Regions from separate parts of the Mus musculus genome. Here region 2 is linked to region 1. The links are chromatin contacts, called in public Hi-C maps. All regions are on one chromosome and are shown on one strand. The core of a region is the stretch at or near the end of the contact, and the rest is flanking DNA. Distances in the headings are between cores, read along the strand shown.

Evidence for each region. A called contact is a pair of places that touch in the nucleus more often than the background predicts.
Region 2: a contact with region 1 is called in a Hi-C map of Sertoli cells, with 1.8 times the contacts expected there. The contact joins two enhancer-like sites. A contact is called at or near these places in 4 of 484 Hi-C or Micro-C datasets (Sertoli cells, cerebral cortex and cortical neurons), 6 of 115 datasets of contacts at active chromatin or transcription factors (T-cell acute lymphoblastic leukemia, astrocytes, embryonic stem cells and 2 more) and 1 of 9 other capture datasets (embryonic stem cells).

The regions. Positions count from the first base shown.
Region 1 is chr13:43,901,541-43,905,602 of GRCm38.p6, forward strand. No RefSeq gene overlaps it. Among named protein-coding and RNA genes, the nearest start is that of Gm23117, 31 kb to the left of the region's middle. Within about 2 kb of position 2,056, at least 6 of the 459 cell types and tissues checked have an H3K27ac peak or open chromatin away from gene starts, as enhancers often do. A contact at or near this core is called in Sertoli cells, where this site is marked.
Region 2 is chr13:44,083,562-44,087,373 of GRCm38.p6, forward strand. No RefSeq gene overlaps it. Among named protein-coding and RNA genes, the nearest start is that of Gm33630, 15 kb to the right of the region's middle. Within about 2 kb of position 2,305, at least 37 of the 459 cell types and tissues checked have an H3K27ac peak or open chromatin away from gene starts, as enhancers often do. A contact at or near this core is called in Sertoli cells, where this site is marked.

The sequences.
Region 1 (4,062 bases), core at 806-3,305:
AGGGCAAAAGTCATCGGAGATAGTGAGTGGCAGAATGAAGATGTGGACCTAAGTCTGGCGCCAAGGTTTTTTTTTCCTATTTATTATGCAAATAGCCTCCTAAAATAAGACTGGGTCCTATCTATAGGAGCAACAAATTCTGTAGTAAGCTATGAATTTTAGCTAAGACTGTGAAAAGTTATTTAATTTCATTAGCTGATAGGGAAATGAGGGGCTGGTCACCAGAAATACAATGAAAAACCAAGATGTAGACGATGATGTGGAGAAGCAAGGACCCTGGCCTTCTAAAAATCATCGCAGAGAACTCTTTGACAGAATTTAAACATTTCGGTTGCATGTGCCCCTTGTCAATGACTTAGCATCCCACTACCAGAGAAGAAAAAGGAGTGTGTGACCATAAAGAGACTTAGAAAAGCATCCTGCCTTCACGAGTAATCGCCAAAAATCAGAGCACTCACATACTCATCAACAGGGTGAACAAGTTGGGTTAACACTCACCCACAAAAAGAATGGTATTCGTGATATCTGCAACAAAGGAGAAGAAGCTCAAAAATATGCTAGGCCCAGAAGTGAGAAACATGCAGAGATTCTACAGCTCTAACTGTGATAGGCCCAAAAGTGAGACACATGTACGGACTCTACAGCTCTAACTTTGAAAGACCTGTGCTAGGCATACTGATCTCCAGTGCTAGAATGGTGGGTATCTGTGGGGTAAGAATTGAGTAGAAAGGAGGAAAAAGGAAAATTCTGGAATAATGGTAGTAGGTTGGTAAATTAAGTGTGGTGGTTATACAGGTGACATTTGGGCCAAACATATTGACTTGTATACTTACAGTATGTAGCTCACACTCTATAAAACCTGTACCTAGGAATGATAGCTATAGATCCCAACCAATTGCTTTCTCATCCTTGTTTAAGTCCTTTATACACTGGATCATTATTGCCAGGGACAGTAGTCATTTGGCTTGAAGAAACCCTTAAGAACTGTTGTGGGCTACACATAAATGGGTGTGTCTCCCTGTGTGGATGAGTGGCTTGTCTAAAGCAGAGTCTTTCATTCTGGAAGTGCCTGTGACTCACAGGAGGAGACCATGAGCTGATAGTCACATTCTCATCAGAGCAGAAGGCAGAGCTAGACAAGGGCTGGGATTTAGGCGGGTGTGGGTTTGAGTCCTGCCTCAGCATTACCCATCTACTAGACATTGAACAAACTGCACAGCTTCCTATCACCTCACCTGTAGGTGAGAACTACACAATACTCATAGATTCTACAGGGGATCAGAAGAGGACATGCATGCAGACTTTGACATTAAAGATAAACTGAGGATCTCTATCGTATTCTACATGGTTTGGGAATTTGACTCAGACGTCCGATAGAAAGTTCCCCAAACATTTCCCCTAAATACCTTTGTCCCACTAATTGGACAAGGAAGTATGGGATACAGAAGGAGGACTTGGTCCCTGGGTTTACATCTTTTACACTGCCCACAAGATGACTGTTTCCTCCCACCCCAACATCATCTCCTGGTCCCACCTGTCTCCTCAGATCTCTGAGAAGCTCTCAGTGGCCAGTTTCAAATGATCAAGATGGAATCACTCTACTTACATCCTCAGGATCTGGGTTAGCTCAAGATAGCTTAAGACCTCAAGTGGAAATGCATGGAGAGTGAGAACTCAGGCCAGGGCAGACACACCCGTCTAGTTCACTTGGGTATTAGGTGTGGGGTCTGTGCCAATCTGATACTCAAAGTGCAGAGTCAATATGGGAAATTCTTATAAAGGAGATAAGTCCCAGAAGAGCCCAGGTTGTATCGTGTGCTATAACACTGTGTTCTCCTCTGACCCCTGTTCCTAAGACAAACTGGGGACAATATCTAAGTGCCACCTTTCACAGCTAAGGAATCACTGTGACACTGAAAAAAAACAAAAACAAAGAAACAATAAAACACCTACCATTCCAGGCTTCTGTCAGATCTGGGAACAGAACTCAGGTTGCCAAGGACACATGACTCCCACACATGGCCATGGCCAGCATCCAGCTGCCTCTGTCTTCTCTTTTGTTGGCATCAGTTCAGGTCAGGCCTTGTACAGCCCTACTAAAAGGCAGTTTCCTACCATTCTGGCACCCAGTGCCACCTTCTTTGAATGAAGCCAGCTACTTTTTGGTGTAGGGCATTCTCTGCCCTGGGGATGCTTGCTTTTCCTGAAGTCTAGCAGACATAAGCTCAGGCCTCTGAAGCATTAATAACCATTCTTGGTCATTTCCCCAAGTATTTAATGTGGCAACTTATCTGAAAAGTTTAGTCAAGGACTTGATACTGAGTCTTTAAGACAGATCCATCAGCTATTGTTCTTAGTGTATTTTCTGATTATAATAAATTTTGTGTTGGTCTCCGGATTGCTGCTTCTAGGCGACTATCTTGAGTCTTACATTAGATTGTCATTTCTGTGAAAAGGAAGACAGCATATATATTCTACTGATATGTTGCCCATTGCATTGAGGGTAGGCCTGGGGTTTGGGGACACTATCAATAACAGCTTAGGAAGGGATTAGAGGTGACTTACAGGGGACTTGGCTTGCTTTTCCATAAACCTATATTTATGTCATGCGCAGATGATCTGAGCCAGCCCTGTGTTGTGATGCTCTTTCCCAGAATGTCACACTGGGGACATGTTTTCTGCATGCAGATGGATGTTTGTATGTGTGGCAGCTTCACGTTACACTTTTATTTCCATTCCAAAGCATTTGTTTCTTTTCAGTAGTTCCAGAATCAACAAAGGCTGTTAGGGTATTTGTCACTCTCTCCCTTTCTCAAAGAGGACAAAGGATGGAGGCATTATTTTGGAGATTAAAAGGATTCTGCTTGCCCTCCTCACAAGCTCAGCTCCAGGGTAATTGTTACTGTGGGGGAGATGGTCATCGCTCCTGAAAGGGACACAGGATCAGGTGATATGTTGATGGAGGCCAGCTGGATCTTTGCAAGGAGTGTCCTCTGGTGATCCCAGCTGTTTTTGTTGAGGAAACAGGAGTGTCCTCCTGGCTGAGAACATCAGAAGGTGACAAGAGTCATGCAGGGTTATGGAATGATGTCAGCAGGTGTCCCAGAGACAGTTTCTCTTTCTCTCTCTCTCTCTCTCTCTCTCTCTCTCTCTCTCTCTCTCTCTCTCTCTCTGCTGGTCTGCTGGAAGCTTTCCTGGATCCAGTTGCTCAAAGCCTGGGTGAAGGACCCCTTTTAGCTGAGGCTGTAGCAATGCCACTGGTCAACCTCTTAACCCCTAAGACCAGCTAGCAACTCCTTGTGGAGAGGTGCTAATAACCACTTCTGCATGCATGCATACATACATACATTGTGTAACTGCACTCAATAATGTCTGCACATGTAGGTCACGGGCCAATATCTGGCATCTTTCTCTATTACTCTCTAATTTTTGAGACAGGGTCTCTCACTGAACCCGGAGTTCACTGATTGGCTAGACTAGCTAGCCAGAGAGCCCCCAGGAGCCTTGTCCCTGGGCCTTCCTCTACCCGAGCCCTGGGGTTGTGGAAGTACACCACAATGCCCAGCTTTTTACATGGCTGCTCACATCTGAAATCAGGTCTTCGGGCTTCTTGTGCCACCTCTGAGCCATCTCTCCAGCTTCAGGAACCACTTTACAGCTTTCTGTAGGATAGGCAGGACAAGATCTTTTTGGTGTTAACTAAGTTTGCTTCTTTTCTATGGCCTCTAGTATGTCAGAGACCTGTGGGAGATGCAAGAGCCCAGGACCAAGAATTCCAGCATGCAAACAGAGCCCCTGAGAATCCCCTGAACCCATTTCTATTGTCCCCTCATTGCTACAGTTTCAAAGATGAGACAGCTCGCTAGGACTCTCCAGAATTTTACCTGCGACTTTCCCCCTGAGCTTCTTATAATAGCTGCAAAGCCAAATTAAAATGCAAAGGGTGCAAAAAAATATATATATATAGTTTTGAAATGTTCTCTTTGTTTATTTTGGTAACATTCACTCCAGGGGTTAAAAAAATAAAAATCAATTCCTTGCTAAATCAAGATACTCCTCTTT
Region 2 (3,812 bases), core at 1,055-3,554, 180 kb after region 1:
TGGATCAGGAGAATCACCTGCCACTATACTGAGGCTTCTTTCGTTCTGAAAAATGAATATTAGATAATTTTCTCTGTATGTGAAAAACACCAGTGTCCTATGCAAGCCTAAAATGCACCTGTAGATCACCAAACATGGCCTTTTAACACCAACAAAACGTATGGTAAGCCGTATACATACATACATACATACATACATACATACATACATGTGTATGTACATAGGGGACATGATAAAAGAATGGTTAAATACATAAACCAGAAACACAGTCATTCACTATCATGATCATTCACACATTGAATGTGATAGAATGGGCAGTGTAATAGATTTGTTTGCAACAGTACCATCACAAGCAAGCAATACAAGGTGTTATGACATCATATCATGACATGAAATAATGTGAAATCGATATGGATTCTAATAAACTATTATCCTAAGGGATCCGCACTAGATATTCAGTTGCTTACCTACATAGTATGAGTTGAGTACTGTACATTATTTTATAGTTGAGACACTCAAGGCAGGGCGATGGTAATGAACTCAGCTACAATGACAGACAGATTATGGATTTGAAACTAGAAGTCTAATCCCTGAGACCAGCTCTTAACGACCATACTGATTTTCATGATTCATTGATGATTCCAATGGAAGAGGCAAGGTGCTAAAGTGGGCACAGCAATCGAGGGACTTATGAGGTAGATTACTGGATGGAAGGACTGTTCTTGAAAGTGTGAATGAACAGTGTTTAAAGTGACAGAAAATATAAACAGAAATCAAAGAACTTTAGAGAAGAGTGTAGAAGAGTCAATATTCAGATTATTAGATGCTGGAAAGAGAGAGGTGGAGAAAAGGGAGATTTTGTTGAAGAGAAATGAGAGAAAAGAATGGCCTTAACCACCCTGTGACCTGACAGACAAGGGTGGGTTTCAGCACCTGCCACATCAACCTCTCCCACCCCTGATACTGGAGGAATTTGCTAAGAAAACCACCATCCCTGCTGGCCTCACCTTAGGACATTTCTCTGTTCAAATAGACATGTGCCAACAGCAGGTGCATGTGTGCATGTGTGGTGTGTGTGGGTGCATGTGGATATGTATGTATGTATGTGTATGTGTGTGTGCAAGGAGCAATGGATCATAGAATAATAAAGGAATACAAAGGAATAAGGAAAGGGAGGCAAAAAGAAGAGTACCAGAGAGTCAAACTGGCCTCCTTGCCAGGACATCATAGCTAAATGGGCAGGGGGTAGGGGTGTCATTGTAGAACTCAAGAGGAATGTGTGCTTCTAGATCTAGATGAGGCTAGAGAACGAAAACCCAGTTGCCACCTGATCCTGTAAGGCACCTTTTATGGGAACACAATCATGCCCACAATCATGCCCACCTACTCACCAGCTGCCCTGGCTGCTTTTGCCCCATGGCACAGGCAAGTAACTGCACCGGAGGATCACAGGTTATGTACTGCTTGGCACTTTCCAGAGTATATTACCTGACTGTCAACCTAGGTGGATGCTTCTCAGTCAACATATGTGAGGACATTTTAACCCATATCTTTCACCCCATCACACTCAAACAAGACTTTTCATCTGTCCTCTATCTCATGTCTGTCCATCACTGGTTTCTAGTCAGAATTCATCTTCCACGAATGTGACTCCGCTGAGTTGCTCAGCTTCTGAGTTTGTATGTGAATGATCAGCAAGGCCATCTCACGTCTCTGCGTCCTCAGAGGTGCCATCTCTTATAAAAAGAAATAGAACTTGACCTTTATGGTAGCCTGACAGAGTGATGAAACCAGGATCCACAAACTATGGACTCATACCCCTGCCTCACATGGCATTCATAAGATCCTGAACTTGCAGAAAGCAAACAGAGACCATAGAATGAAGGAGAAAACATAAATCACCTCTATAGCTGGGACTGGGTTAAAGCAAAGCTGTCTTCAAGACAACTGGTCAACCACTGCGCAGTTGAGTCCTTTGCTTCATCCTTGTGTTCCCTTCTTCAACAGTGCACCCTGAGACAAAAGGAGGTGACTCCCCTCCTGCAGAGGATGATGGCTTGGCTGGAGTGTTTGCTTTGCTGGCATGCTTTTGCTCCTTTCCAGCTAGCTGAGCTCACGAATCACTCGTGCTCATTTGCAAAGCCCATATGTGAGACAAAGGCCAGACAGTTTGACTCAGGGTAGAAGGAGGGAGTAAAGAGAGGGAGGTGTGGAGGTCAGGGATGCCTGACCAGACTGAGACATCATCACATTAGGTCACTGTTTATAGAGAGAGTTAGAATTAAACAAAGGACTGTCTTCTAGGCTTTTTGACCTTGGACGTGGCTCTGTGTTTCATTCCTGGAATGCCATGCAATAAACATCACAGAGCACATGATGTCACATTCCCGGAGAAGCCAGGGAGTATTGCTAGCCTTGAGTTCTAGGCTCTGCCACATGATGATGTGAATAGGCAGTATTCTTCCCTCTAGCTTTTTCTTGTTAGCATATCTTCTGGTTTTGTCTCTTTAATGTATTCCCACACTTGTATCCGGGAGGCATTCTTATCTCTTGAGAATTACCCCACAGTGGGGTTCTCTGTTTCCATTTGGCCAACAGCATAAAACTCAAAGCTCTCTACACTACAATGACTTACCGTTCATCCTCCCTCCAGCAACCCCTTAGCTCACATTCCCACAGAGACAGCATCATTATGATAAAAAAGCAAATGCCCTTGTCACCTCTCTGCAGACAAGAGAGCAGGGTGTGGCGAAGCATCCTCAAGGTGGTTCAGGGACTTGCCAAAGGTCACAGAGCAAGGAGACTGCTAAGAGAACATAAAGCTTGCAATCCCATGAGTTTCCCATTACACCACAGCTGCCCTGCTGATCTCTCCCATCTGCCACGGAATTTTCAAGAAGAGCGGAGGCCCTTCATGACGCATCTCCCCATACTCCCCACATTTAAGTGACTGTTACAATGGAGGCTCTAGGGAGGCATGGGCTGCTTCTGTTCCTCAAGCCCAGGTGTGTGACCTCAGTGCTCACCCTACAATTGACACTCAGCAAATTCACACTGGAAGCTTGTCTATCTGTTAATCAGCTCTCTGTTTGACTTATTCTCCCAGTTAGCCTTGAAGTTGTTTGAAGGAACCAGTAGTGATCTTTTTCCCTTAATACAGGGCCAAGCTAATACCCTCAGCCATTGCCTCCAAGAAATTGAAATGGAAATAAAATACAGAGTTGGAGATGCACCCACCCGATCCACTGAGCATCATTCTCTCCATGGCTTTGGCCTCCCTACTGTCAAAATAGATCCTTTCATGCTTCAGCATGGTTGACTCCATTGTTGACATTCCAGCTCCCTCAGCAGTCCCATCTGGCAGTCAGATTCTATATCTGTGTTTTTAAATAAGCCAGAAAACACTCATCTCGCCTGCTCCAAATTAGTTTTTTCTTCCATGCCTTTTCTGTCTCCTGGCCTGGTGCCAGTCTCCCCTTCCTTTAGAATTAGGAGACAGTGCTGTGAGTCATATGTCCTCACCTTGTTAGCTCGTCTCTTCTGGGGACTGATTCTCTTGGGGTAGCTCCTACACACGCCACACTTTCTTCTTCATCATCTCCAGGTTGTTAGTGTCATGGCCGGGAAGGGGGATGGGGGGGGGGGAACAGGCTACCTTGTCACATGAGTCCTCTGTTAAGGTGATAGAAGGAAACAGTTTCTTGGCCACGTGTTCAGGATGTGACTAAGGGAAGCCAGAATGGATTGCGTCAATCTTGCAAAGGTGTGTTCTGAAATTTTTAAACTAGTAAAGAAAGCTGGCCTTGCTTCTT